Linked DNA regions of Zea mays: region 1 is linked to region 2. Evidence: chromatin contacts called from public Hi-C data. All regions are on one chromosome and are shown on one strand. The core of a region is the stretch at or near the end of the contact, and the rest is flanking DNA. Distances in the headings are between cores, read along the strand shown. Region 1 holds the start of LOC100283075 (selT/selW/selH selenoprotein domain containing protein). Region 2 holds the start of LOC100191513.

Region 1 (7,087 bases), core at 2,026-4,525, 150 kb after region 2:
TCTTTGCAACCAGCCAAAACTACATTTTTTTGGCACTTTTTTTTTCTTTGGGCACTCTTGGAGATCTCTTCAGCTCTTGTATACCAAGAAAAAAGTAGATTGCCACTGACATGAACAATGAAAACTCCAACACTTCAAACGCGGGTGGCAGAGAACACGGTAGATCAGAAGTCAAGGAATTTTCAGGGCATATATCATATAACAGAAAACGATATGCCCCAGCAATGCAGGACAAGCATAGGTACGAGTACGAGACATGGGCACATGGCCAATGCAATAGGAAACGCCACTGATTGGAACCTACACCTAAGGTACACCGTACCCTTTGAAGATTACGATCTTAGATTGAATATTTCAATCACAAAATGGTGCCGCCGAGCCATAGCCAGCCAACATGGTTTAGGAGATCTTCTTGGCGATGTCCTTGATAACCTTGTCCATGTCGAGCTTCTTCATTGGTGTGAAGGGGCGTGGCATGTTCTGTGCATCAAATGGAGTTTTAATTAAACCAAATGAAATGATGTGGATACATGCAACGATGGGCTATCCCTGCTATTATCAGAAAAGACATCTTAGATTATGCAAACCACTATTTATTCATCCTATTTCTACCATTTTTTTTTCTAAGAAACAACGTACAACATGGAATAAAGCCAAGGCGGAATGAAAAGAAGCACAACAATTTGGTAAGCCGATACTAACTAAATCAAATGTATGCAACTTTTGTTTGGAAGGTTTTATCACAAGTAACGCATTGTACAAACGGTTAGCAAAAACGGTACATGTTCGAACTTTGTATTTTGAAGTAGCATTTCATGAATCACTCTAGTGTGGGGCAATGAGCGGTGCTGTCCCAGGCTAATTGACATGCACAAAAATGTATTAAATGCTACCATGAGATCATTAGATAGAATTTGGTGTAGGCCTCAGATAATAGATAGCTCTAAAATAGACACGATACATATAGCCTAAACCTACAAGATTTAAGAAAATGATAGTTAGGAATATTACCAGCAGTGATATGAACACTTCACCGCCTTCTTCACGTATCTCAAGGCAACCACGGCGTGGCTGGGGATTTAAAAAAATTAGTATAATGGCCATCAAGAAAGTATGATGTACATGAAAGCCGTTTTAGGGTATCAAACAACCCCATGGTTTGGCAAAGATCGTGACGATTAACACGCTATGAATACCTTCTGAGGGTTGATTATCACAGACACCCCCGAAACATAACTTTCCAGGTCCTCCTTCACCTTCTGAGCTCGGATCTTAAACTGTCTGCACTGAGTGCTATAGAATAGCAGAAAGAACAACTGTAAGCAAAGTTGCAGCTATGTATCACGAAATAAAGTGCATGGACAGGAAAAACTATATTAAGAATTATGAAGAATGGAAAAAACAGGGAAGCCTTCAACTAATGAAGGCAACTATTTCTTAAAAAACAAAATTCGCTGACATGTGACTTCAAAAACAATGTTACAGAAGGTGCCAGGCACCGAGCAAGCAATACAGACCTGCTAAGTGACAAGGCAAGCCTTCTTGATTGTACCTTTTGCATGTTAAATGAAGGTGTGTCATGTGTGTTTGTGGTCGGAATCAGATATGAGAGCAAAATAACAGAGAGAACAGGTAAACACCTATTCTGCCTAGCATCTAGGCACTGCCTAACTTTCCTTTTTAGCAAGTAAATGGTGGCAATTGTCTGGTTTCGTGGAACGAAGTGCAGGGGGCGCTTGAGTATGGTGGGCTGGGCATTCTCAACCTTGAATATATGAGCTGGGCGCTGCAAATAAGGTGGATGTGGCTTGCAAAGACAGACAAGGAGAGACCTTGGTAAAGCCTTGACGGTGTGGGTCAACCAAAATGCAGAATTTCTTTGCCGTTGATTTACAATCTCATGTCGGCAATAGAAATGACACATTTTTAAACAGATAGGTGGTTTGTTTGGATGTTGCATTGAGGACCTTGCTCCAAATGTTTGCGCACGGGTATTGTGTGTCTCCGAGGTTTCGCAACTGTACAGTTGCTGCAAACATATTTCAAGCAAAACAAGAAAGCTTCTACAATAAACCTAAGGATGATAAATTTAAATATTAAGACGAGATTGTAGATAACACCAGAACCAGAATAACTATTATTGTCTCGAAAAAATAGGTGATTTCAATAGCTTGCAGACATGATAAATAAAAATGCGTTTGGATCAGTGACATTGTATAGCCTGCAACGGATAGAGTTGCATACACTCTATCTTTGAAACTATTTTAAAAAATATATATATCCATTTGTTGTTCCTCTGAAACAATAAAAAAAAGTATACTGGACTACTTACTTCCACATATTCTTTCCATATATCATGTGCAATAAATCATATTGGTGCGAACGTGCAATCAAACGATCTGACGCAAAATCAAAATCCAACAGTAACTACATTTAACCCCTTCCATATAAAAGGGTTGGATCTAAATCAGATGTTCTAGATAGTTTGATTGTACGCTTGTACGAAATGACTGATTGAACAGGATATCTCGTTTGTTTGTCAATGTAAAGAATGTGCATTCCAACTTATATTGCATATTGCATTAATCACAGACGACACCTCGCAAATGCAAAGAAAAACAAGCCCAGACCAATTGTCCGGTACTCCCCATTGGTGTTTATCACTATCTATCCACACGCTTTTCCTTGCTAAAAGACCAAATCTCCATCCCTCCGGCAGAAACAAATCAATAAGGGCAATCAAACAAGAATAAAATAACCTATACCCGTCCTTTACCTCTCTCAGCAGACAAATCACCGCATATCCTAAAAGTACACACGAAGGCACTCACCAGGCCTCGACGATGACACGCTTCGCTCCAGCCGCCACATCAACCCCATCCTCCTCCTCTGCCGCTGGTGCCACCGCCTCGGCTTCCTTCTTGCCCCTCTTCCTCCCTTTCGGCTCGGTGGCCACCGTCACCGCCTCGGCTTCCTTCTTGTCCCTCTTCCTCCCTTTCGGCTCGGTGGCCACCGTCACCGCCTCGGCTTCCTTCTTGCCCCTCTTCCTCCCTTTCAACTCGGCAACCGCCGCCTCGTCTTCCTTCTTGGCCGGCACTGCCTTCGCCGGAGCAGGCTCCGTTGCCCGCTTCCCTGCAGCAGCAGCAGCAACCATGCTCCGCGTCTTCCTCGGGGACCCCGCGGCAGGGGCAATCGTCGCCGGGGACTTGCGCTTGGGAGGCATGGCTGGGTGGTGGATTGGCTCGAGCCGGTGCGTTTGCTTTGGGTTGCGCGTCGCGGAAGTGCGAGTGGAGACACGGAAAGGTTAATAGACTGGAGGGGAATGGGAAAAGGCGCGGGAGAAAAAGGCTTTTTCCCGCCAAAATAGCAGGTGATGGTAACGAGGTCATAAAATCACGGCCTTCTTAACCGTCACATTTCTCTAAACACTGTCTCCAAAAATACATTACTAAAGATCATCTATCCTTTATTTAAAGAAGATTTTATTGTCTCTGAAATATTTTATAAACTTCATTTTTTATATAAAAAACACACTCATCTCTTTATCTATTTTTATTGTTTAGACAGTAATATTTAAAAATATGATAAATACATATATCTAAAAATCTAGAATAAAATACATTTTACATGTGTTGAAGATAAATAAAATATAGATAAGAATATCTCCAATAAACTAGCTAAATGACTGGTTAAGTCAAATTTTAGCTATTTTAATAGTAGAATAACTTTTCAACAGATTAATCATCTAACTCGTCAAACTTGTATATTGAAGAGTCTGTTGGAGTAAAATACTACATATAGAGTTTTAATTTTTATGAAAAAATAAATAGAGAGTTAAAATAGAGAGTACTCTAGAGATGCTCTAAGAAAACTATTTAGATAAGCATGTAAAAACAGTTATAAAGGAATTTAATAGACAAAACTAGCTCCAGCAGATTTTCTTTCTCAATACTACTTGTTCTCATTTTTTATTTTGTACCTGCTCTTGTCTCGCTGACCATGAGGGCCAACGACGGGCAGGCGTTGCAGCTCCGAGAAAGCGAAGGCAAGATGAGTGAGGATGAGTCCGCACACCTGCCGAGCCACCGCCTCGTGCTGCGCGTCGGCCAGGACTGCACCACGCCTTCGTTGCCGGGCCGGGCCGGGCCGCACCGCACGCCAGCCGAGCTTCCGCTCCCGCGTGGTTATCTTCGCGCACTGTTGCCTCAGACCTTGGCGCAGGCCCGTATCTGAGGGGGCGAGCTGGCGGCCGCCAGGGCGCCAAAATATTGAGATCCTCACCAAGGATATACTTAATTGTAATATTTAGGATATATTTATTTATCTCGTAAATTATATAAGTTGAACTATGGTAAAAAAAGTAGAAGAATAAAATATCACTTTAAAATCATAAATAAGCTAAAATAAATAAGCTACTTATTTTAGCTTATTTGTGATTCAAAATGAATATTTTATTTTCTTACACTTCCACCATAATCCAACTTATATAATATAGATAGAAATAAATATAGCCTTAGTTGTTTAATCAGCTTAATCAGCGTTGTCTTGGTTAGCCTAATGCTATAGCAGCCCACCCTCGCTATCATGGGCAGTACGTGGCTAATGGCTTGCTGCGATCATGTACGCCATTATCACCAAATCGATCCCAATTCCCAAATCAGAACATAATACATCGAAAAAACCAATTCAGCCAACACTTCGTCAAAGGATTGGACTGCAAACACGTCGTCGGCGATCGATCTTCACACGTATGCGTACACGTATACAATAATTAGGTAAGACGGAAACTAGCTAAATTATGTTTGGCATGCTATTTGCTTCGGTCTACTAGGTTCTATATATTTAGGTTTGTGAATTCTGATTAAACAATTTTTTACTCCTCAATAGTGTAGTAATCATTTATTGTATATTTAAAAATGTATGTACATAACATAATATAGATTTATTATACATATACATAGGTTAAAAGGATCTCTATATAAATTTTTACTCGGGCCTGAAATCTTAGGATGTGTTTGGTTTGAAGATAAAGTAGGAATGAGTCGAGGGCGACACCGTCCTCTTGATTTTTTGGGATCACGCCGCCACAAAAAAAACTCTGGTGTTTATCTCGCTCACACGTGACTCTCATCCAAATACTATAGAAACTGTGACCACCCATTCTATCCCTCCTTACATATTCAACCAAACACACCTTTAGAAACAGCCCTGTTGGTGTCACACCCAGATTTAAGGGATAAAGTCGGGTGCATCTCATATGTGCGAGAACAACACATATAATAACAGAGTGTATAGAGATAAATGTCACAATATCATAAAAATAATTATTACATAGCGAAAGTCTTACAAAAATAAATGATAAATATAAAACGAACTAATGTCCATCCATGGCGTCATAAAGTTGACTGGGAGACGCCACCTGGATCAAATCGTACTCCTCGTTGTACGGCTCCTCCTGGACCACCTGTTCTTCTCCTGTGGGGGGTTTATATATCGCAAGTGTGAGCTCACAAAAGATCATAGCTCAACAAGTTGTGGGGAATAATGTGCATGAACTCACCAAAGGTGGGAGTTCATGTGAAGTGTAAGGCTGATCAATAATAGGGGTTAAAGCTGAGCATTGCTTTTAATAAGTTGGTCAAAATTTTATTACCAGTTACTAAATGTAAGTAAACACCAACCCAGAATAATAATAGAACAAAATTAATAATAAATCTCATGCAACGCAAATGACAAATTGAATTTAGTTCCATAGTTTAATCATACGAGAGTCCTGAGCTGCTCATGACCGCGAGCACGGATAGTGTACCAGTTTTACACTCTGCAGAGGTTGTACCCTGTGCCCACAAGTCGTGTATCCCATGTCGCCAGGGTTAGCTAGACCCTTAGACACTAGCGAGGTGAATGACTAGGGATCTACTACGAGACCTTTATAAAGTACCACTAACTTCAGAAAACCCGCTACGGTTTCTAGGAAGAGCAATGCAGGAATCCCCCGTCTGACCGCCATCGCCGCAAAATTAACCCGAGAACCTCCCTACACGCCTGCTCCCCTACTGCCCTTGGCCCTATCGGATAAGGTAGTCCTCCACTAGCTTTCCTAGTTAGTCAGCCAAGGGCGTCCCATTCCACCCTTGGGGTGGCACGTGTTTCTCAAGTTAAGCTCCATGTTCCAATTAACATAATGGTCTTGTCATGAACAATAAATAAAACGACAGTATAATTGGAACATGATCATAATGTAATATTAAACCCAAAACCATATAGAGCAATAGCACAACTACCCAAATAGTTCGGGGGTAAACAAGGTAACAAGATAACCAGACTAGGGTGACCTATTGGGTCCCATCAAAATTAATTGAAAGGGAATTAGGCTTACACCTAGTTCCTAGTTAATTTTGGTGGTTGAATTGCCCAACACAAACATTCGGACTAACTAAGTTTGCCCAAGTGTATAGATTACACAGGTGTAAAAGGTTCACACTCAGCCAATAAAAAGATCAAGTTATGGATTCAACAAAGGAGCTAAGTGGGAACCGAAGGCCCTCTGGTCTGAGAGCACCGGACAATGTCCGGTGCACCAGAGGACTCCAGCTCCAAACTCGCCACCTTCGGGAAGTTCCAAGGCACTCGCGCTATAATTCACCGGACTGTCCGGTGTACACCGGACAGTGTCCGGTGCGCCAAGGGAGATCAGCCTCAGGAACTCGCCAGCTTCGGGAAACGCCAACGGCTAGTCCGCTATAATTCACCGGACTGTCCGGTGTGCACCGGACTGTCCGGTGCAACTCCGGAGCACGACTATCTCCGCGCCAACGGCTCTCTGCCACGCATTTAATGCGCGCTCTGCGCGCGCAGAAGTCAGGCGCGCCCATACTGGCACACCGGACAAGGAACAGTAGCTGTCCGGTGTGCACCGGACACCCAGGCGGGCCCACAAGACAGAAGCTCCAACGGTCAGAATCCAACGGCAGTGATGACGTGGCAGGGGGCACCGGACTGTCCGGTGTGCACCGGACTGTCCGGTGCGCCATCGAGCAGACAGCCTCCCAACGACCACATTTGGTGGTTGGGGCTATAAATACCC
Region 2 (7,366 bases), core at 4,791-7,290:
CTGAGGGAGGTCCATCTGGGCGACATTGGATATTAGACCCAATAGATGGCACTAAAGGGTGAGTTTGATAACTTACACCTACTAATTCCATGTTTTACCAACTAATATGTCTTATGTACTCAGGTTCTGCAAAACTAGGCCTGCCAAATTGTACTAGCATACTTAGGTGCCGTTTGGTTCACATATTTGTAACGTGATGGGTAACTGATAATGTTAGATTATATTTGCTTAGGTCCAACCGTAATCAGATACCACACTAGGAACTAATACCAGTCTATTCAAACTTGTTAACATTGGTACTCAAGTGTGAATCATTACCGTTGTCATTTACGTTACATTTCGTGAACCAAACAACACCTTAGTGTTATCCTTTACCATTGATGTACAATTTATCTCTGGTTTCCTCGTTGGAAGTCATTACACTCGCATGGAGTCATGGAAGAACTTTACATGGGAGAGCACAGTGATATCCTTTTTTCCCCGTAAACTAGATGCATCAGATGACTTGACTTTATATGATTTGGTCTATTTGTTTTGTATATACAAAATGCAACAGGTCACAGAGTTGAACTGTTTACTAGTACCTTGCATTGCTTCTCCATTCACATATCTAAGGGTGGTAATGGGCCCTAAATTTACACTATAAAATTGAAGGATCGGATCGGATTAGGATCAAACTCTATTTCTATTCATTTTTGAACTAAAATTAATTAAGGGCTCAAATAAATTGTGAAGAGACATTTGGATCGTGGTCCATTACCAGCCCTGCACATACCTGGTTAATTATGAATTGCATAAGATAAACAAAGTTGAATTTGATTTTTGGAGATGATCTTAAAGAGGTAATAAGAGTTATTTCAGTTGGTGTCGTTCCATCAAAAGCTATTGACAATGCAGGATCTTTGTTTAATATGCCATAATGTTATTTTATTTGAGATTCTTATACTGAAAAATTCGATGCAGTTTCATAAGGGGAGATCAGTATGCAGTTGCACTTGGACTACTTGATGAGGGCAAAGTTGTTCTGGGTGTGTTGGGATGTCCAAATCTTCCATTAAAATCAACAAACAAGAACAATAGCAGCTCTTTTGGGGATCGAATAGGTTCCCTCTTTTTTGCTACAATTGGTTGTGGAGCGCAAGTTGAGGCCTTAGAAGGATCTGAGCCACAAAAGGTAATGAATGCTTTTGGTTTGGGCCATGAATATAACTACTTCCAGTTTCAAGGATTTCAAGTTCATTTCTTCATTGAATATTCTTTCTTTTACTAACTTATATTTTAGATTAGTGTTTGCTCCACCAATAATCCAGTTGACGCCTCATTCTTTGAATCCTTTGAAGCATCACACTCCAAGCGTGATTTAACTAGCTCCATTGCAGAGGTTGGTCCTTAATTATCATTTTCTTATCCTAGATATCTCTATTAATTATATAAGTGAATCCTTTGTTCTTATGTAATTAGAAACTTGGTGTCCGAGCTCCTCCTGTTAGAATGGATAGCCAAGCAAAATATGGTGCCCTAGCACGTGGTGATGGTGCCATTTTTCTGCGCATCCCGCACAAAAGTTACATAGAAACAGTTTGGGATCATGCAGCTGGATCAATTATTGTCACAGGTATGGAATATAATTCTATTCCAGGAGGCAATTAAATCAACAACTTATAAAAGATCTCTTTACTAATGCCCCCCCCCCCTCCCTATCCGATGTTTGCAGAAGCTGGTGGCATGGTAAAAGATGCCGCAGGAAACGATTTGGATTTTTGCAAAGGTAGATATCTTGATCGTGACAGAGGAATTATTGCAACAAACAAGCATTTAATGCCACTAGTTCTAAAGGCGGTTCAAGAGGCTATGAAGGAGGAACAGTAGGCTGCTGTGTTCATGGAGCAGTTGCAATATTTGTTATGACATTTCCTGTTTGAATCTTAATATTAGTTTTGCACAATCTCGATGTGCGGAAAAGTTGTTGTACTTGTACCATATGCTAGTGTATCGTGTGAGTCATATGCCACTCACATACTCACATTTCCTTATCTCAACAAATGGATATGAATTTACCTGATTGGGTTTCCTATTTTCTATGTGCATTTTTCATCTTTCTAGAAAAATCTTTGTTGAAGTTGGTATTTGGAACTTCATACCTTTGGTTCAGAAAAATATTATAATGATCCCTACTCTATTCAACAGTAAAAATGATATATAAGTGATTATGATGTGACAATATAGGGGAAATATGTTTGATACAGATGTGAGGAACCATACAATATATGCTTGTTGCTGTAAGTTGTAATTACATCTGGGGCAAAAGCATAGGCATAGTATGAGATATTTTTGCGGTTCTATTTCCGATGCAGTTTGCAGAATATTAGTGCCTATTTAGTATTATTAGCATGGAAATTTTAGTTTTAGGTTAACAATTGTTGATATAGGTCCTTGACAGATGAATTTGAAATTGTTGGTCTGATGATTCAGGTCCATAGCATTTTGTACTGTTTCTCCATCTTGACCCTTGTGCTCTAGTATTTTATTTTTCACACTGTCAACATTAGAATCTTGTTGGCGGAGTTAACGCTTTATATACGAAATTATGACTGGAGGGCATTTAAGTTACTTAGAATAGGGAATCATTTGAAATGATCTCTGCCAGTCTGGTTACTATATTTTATATGCAGCTTCAGTAGCTATTATTATTATAAGGTACGCTGTGCAGGCAATGAAATATCTTAGCATGGCTCACGAGTGCCAGCAACAGGGCAATCTGCCAGGTTGAATTATTGTTTAAGAACGTGTTGAATCAGCAGTTCACTGGCTGAATCACTGTATTATTCAAAATGCTATGGACCTGACTCATCAATAATTACACAACGATACTGCTCATCTAAGGCCAAGAAAACTAAACGGGTACATCAGTTGGGTAGTCTGCAGGGTGCCTCATGATTGTATCCCGCAGCAATTGCTCTTGTTCATGCAGGTTGGAAGGGATCTTGTCGTAAACATCAGTGAAAAGCTCAGTAACTGGTGGTTTTGGCATTCTTTCTGCAACCTGGATGGCTTGGAGAAGCTGCACACAAGTTAACAGGCAGTTTCAGATGTCATGTATGACGATGTATCGAAGGTGTGCTGGGAATATGAATCTTTGGTGCAGTACCTCTTTTCTCACTCTGCTCCTGAGCTCAGATTCTTCAGCATCAGACCACCAGTCATTACCCTGAACCCATTTTCTGTATCTGGAAATCGGATCCCTCGCTGTTCGCCAATGCTCAATCTCATCAACTGGCCTGTACTTGGTCGAATCATCGGATGTCGAGTGATGGCCGACTCGGTAAGTCAGTGCCTGAAATCTCATTAGTCGATACTCAGATTAATTATATACTGAAGTTTTTTTTGTGCATTTCAGGTAATGAAACTCCATGGATCTACTGAGCACCTCAACTAAAATTGGTCTTCCTTCAGTTACAGCCATTTCTCGGGCAGCATGGATTGCGCTGTACACAGCAAGAGCATCATTGCCATCTACTCGGATGCCACGGATCCCATAAGCCTGGCCACGGATGACAACTCCATCACCTGCAACACGACTAGAATTTTAACACGACATTGCATTGTTTACTTGTAACTGCCATGGATCAGTATATGAAGACACGCTGTTGCTACTTCTGAATTGTTCAGTAGTCGGAGTGCTGATGGCCCAGCCATTGTTGCGGCAGAAGAAGATCACCGGTGCCTCCATAACAGCCGCGAAGTTGAGCGCTGCATGGAAGTCTCCCTGAGAAATGTTCATCTGTCAGGAAGGCTGGATATAATGGCACTGGCAAGCGACTGGTCAGTGGCTGGAGAGCTTTCATCTACCTCACTTGTCCCACCGTCCCCAAAGTATGTGATGGCACACGCGTCCTTCTTGTCCATCTTCAGAGAGTAGGCAGCTCCAACAGCATGAGGGAGCTGTGTTCTGGGAAAAATAAGGAAGAATGGAACATATGACCTTCACTCGCAAGACCTTTCCGACGCGGAAGAGATGCTTGAGACTTACGCGATAGGTGACGAGACTGTGAAATAGTTCAGACGGTTCGACCCATAGTGAATGGGCATCTGCCTCCCTTTACCATAGTCCAGCTTGTTCCCAAAGCACTGGTTTGCAAACTCCTGCAGAGTGAAGCCACGCCATAGAAGAACACCAGGTTCCCTGTACTACATTTTGGGCTCCGCATGTCGCAGCAAAGAAATGGGGGCAGTGTGTGAATCGATTGTTGGAAAAATAGACTATATCTTTCTGCTAGATTAAGATTCAGAGGAGTGGAATAGCTGATGCACATGTACTACCTGAGGCAGCACAATGTCATCCATACTGAGCGCAGCAGCAGAGGCTATGTTGATCGCTTCCTCGCCGTTGGAAGTGAGGTAGAACGAGATCCTGCCCTGCCTCTGAGCCTCGTAGAAGATGGTATCCATGATCTGGAGCGTCACCATCTCGCTGTACATCTTCAGAGCCAGCTCCCGACTGACCTGACAAGGATGAACAGCATTAATCTTCAGAACAAGTCTCCCTCGCAGCATCTAGTCTGAAGAGAGAACTTCTCAGAACGGTGCAGTGCAGCCATCAGCGTACCTCTTGGAATCTACTTCCTGATATCGTTCTGCCGTCGTCGTCAAGCACGCGGTAGCAGTTGATCCTTTCCCTCGTCGATTCTGGAAGGAAGTTCATTTCGGCCACAAAGGATACTTTCCCTCCTGGAAAGTCAACTGCCTACAAGATTTGACGGCACACGAATGCGTGCAAATTTAAATCAGCGTCGGTGGAAGAAAACAGTCTCGGGTGGTCAAATTTACCCGTCTTGGAGAGACAGTTGGTCTCATTGACCATGCCAAAGAGACAGCACTTTGTTTGGTTTGTATATAAAAGAGAAACAAAGTGCAGTAAAGACATGGAGATGTTCCTAATCATTGGGTGTCGTCACCCTTTGACACGGAAAGCAAACGTATTATACTAAGCTAATACTACCAGAGAAGATTGGCACTACCATTCCAGATGAAAGCACGTCACTATCTAATACAGTCATCAGGCAGTCAACCAACCACAGGGAAATCAGCAACCAAATCCATCCTCTCTTATTATCTGCCTTGTTTACTAATTGTTGTCAATTCTATCCACAATTGTCCTCCGCGACCTGTTACCTTCAGTTTCAAAATTCAGAAAAGAGTTGGTGTAACGGTGGCTATCGGAGTCGGTCGACAAGTTGATGACGTGACCGAATTTTGGATCGCAGAGGAAGAACGTGAAGAACACAGATGGAATGGGGAAAAAAACTACTGTGCTTCAGAAAGGATGGATGCATCATGCATGCACCGGGCTAGCGAGTACCGACAAGTTACACCAACCAGGCAACCAGGTCAGGGAGCATAGAGCAGATGGGCAAGAAGAGATGCCTTAAGCCTTGATATTATATTATCTGCAGCTCCTGGAATTTGTATCAGAGGATTGGTCCTTCCAGATCCCACAAAGGCAGAGAATTTGCTTATTTGAAATCAGGAAAGAGCTACATGGCCCGATCCAAAAGTTCATACTAGCAGTTCAGAATCTATCTAGCTGCTGCTCTGGTCGACGCATACCTGCTGATCGCCGGCTGCGAACCCGCTCTCCGGCTCCTCGTCGACGACAGCCGCCGCAGCAGCAGCAGCGCTGCTCTCCCCTGCGAAGCGCCGGACGGAGCAGAAGCCCCGGCGGCTTGTGTCCAGCGCTGGTGACCCAAGGGCCGCCTGCGGCACCGAGCCCAAGAACCACGAACTGGTGGGTTGGCCGGAGCCGTGGCGCGCAGGACGCGGAGGAGGCCTCCTGGCGGCGGCACGGCGCGCCAGCTGGGACGACGCTCTCGCTAGCCAGAGCGACGCCATGTCAGACACACACACACACAATCACACTGTGCGTGCTCTGCTCGGCCGAGCTCCAACAATCCTCTCGCCAATGGTCTGCCCTCTGCCTAGCTCTGCTCGGGGAGAGAGAGAGAGAGAGAGATGTATTTATAGGTAGCTGTGTTGGAATCGGATAGAGCTAGACGACACGAGGAAGCAAGCGAGCAATGGAAGATGTGCGTGTCGAGGAGAGGGACGGACACTGAGCTGGAAAGATAAGTGTGCGGGGAAGAGAGCGCAGCGAGGAGCATGGAGGGAGAGAGGAGGAGCAGACGGGCACGGCTCGCTGGGAGAGCGACGACGAAAAAAGCAGGGCTCCGCCGGCGCGTGGGACCGGTCTCTAGGGGAGTTGAGCATGGGCGGGAATGGTGACAGAGGTCGACGTCAGCAGGTTCATCCTGGTAGGTGAGGGAGGGGCCGGTGACAAAGCAGGATCATGTTTGTTTGTTAATGAAACACGTGGTCCTGGCGTCCTGCTGCTGCTAGGGATAGGATGGTGGATAGTGGGGTTGCTGAGAGCGGGAAAGCGGAGGAAGGTTCGAGAAAACTAATATTATCTTTTATGAGTTTATTTCTTAAATTTTTGAAACAACAACATTTTTCATACCAGCATTAAATATTAGGGCCCCTTTGGTAGGGCTTATTTTTTAGCTTCAGCTCTGGCTCATGCAAAAGTTGTGCCAAATACCTCTTTTTCAAATGGCTTCACCAGTGAAGTGCTTTTCCAAAATGAACTAGAGGGCATGAGCCAAAAAAGTGGCTCACCCGGCTTCAGCTCACGTCATTTTTGCACAATAGCCCTCCCACCAGTCCAAATTATTTTTTTTGTCCTGTCCTCAATCCCTAGCCACGTACAGGAGAGATCTATAAAAAGTAAACTATACAATGGTCTTTCTGAAAAACAACCTATAAGCCGTTTTGCCAAATGATTTTTCAGAATGGCTTTGGCTCATCTAAAAAAGTGGCTTCACCTCATGAGTCAGAGCCAAAGCCGTTTTTGGAGAAGCCAGAGCCCTGCCAAAGGGGCCCTTAGTTTATATAAAAAACATAAGGTAGTCACGAATCAACTTATTCTATTTGACAAACTAAATAAAAAACAAGAAAAATGGGATAACACCGGACTATATCATTCCACCAATCGAACACCTCTCTGCGCTCTTAATGTTTCCGCTTTCCTTTGGCTAGCAAAAAAATCCATTTATATTCTTTGTTATATATGGGTAAGGCTATTGAAAGCCCTAGTCTTCCAAAGATATGGTGCACGCCCTAGTCATATATGTACCATCTGACCAGACTAGTCCCATCCAACCAGACCTGGTCGCCTTCACCTCGCGCCCATCCCTGCATGCGCGCCTTCTTTTTTCTATTTGCATGCGCAATAAAATTAGAAGGATTAGCACAAATTTACGACCTGTTTGGATTGACAAATGAACTCATCCGGAATCATCCGAACCTAAAT

What was found. A called contact is a pair of places that touch in the nucleus more often than the background predicts.
Region 1: a contact with region 2 is called in a Hi-C map of ear, with 2.5 times the contacts expected there. The contact joins the promoter of LOC100283075 here to the promoter of LOC100191513 in region 2. A contact is called at or near these places in 7 of 25 Hi-C or Micro-C datasets (bundle sheath, ear, leaf and 3 more) and 1 of 3 datasets of contacts at active chromatin or transcription factors (leaf).

Annotation. Positions count from the first base shown.
Region 1 is chr10:15,481,882-15,488,968 of Zm-B73-REFERENCE-NAM-5.0, reverse strand. It overlaps LOC100283075 (selT/selW/selH selenoprotein domain containing protein), which reads right to left and starts at 3,275. Exons shown (of 4, transcript NM_001155977.3): 1 at 2,832-3,275; 2 at 1,197-1,293; 3 at 1,012-1,071; 4 at 163-480. The coding sequence starts at 3,223. The coding sequence ends at 400.
Region 2 is chr10:15,639,142-15,646,507 of Zm-B73-REFERENCE-NAM-5.0, reverse strand. LOC100191513 reads right to left here and starts at 6,040. Exons shown (of 9, transcript NM_001136945.1): 1 at 5,608-6,040; 2 at 4,607-4,744; 3 at 4,321-4,503; 4 at 4,031-4,188; 5 at 3,850-3,949; 6 at 3,655-3,766; 7 at 3,428-3,567; 8 at 3,149-3,334; 9 at 2,774-3,061. The coding sequence starts at 5,889. The coding sequence ends at 2,894. LOC100276170 reads left to right here. Exons shown (of 8, transcript NM_001150020.2): 4 at 1-58; 5 at 964-1,174; 6 at 1,283-1,381; 7 at 1,462-1,615; 8 at 1,715-2,074. The coding sequence ends at 1,869.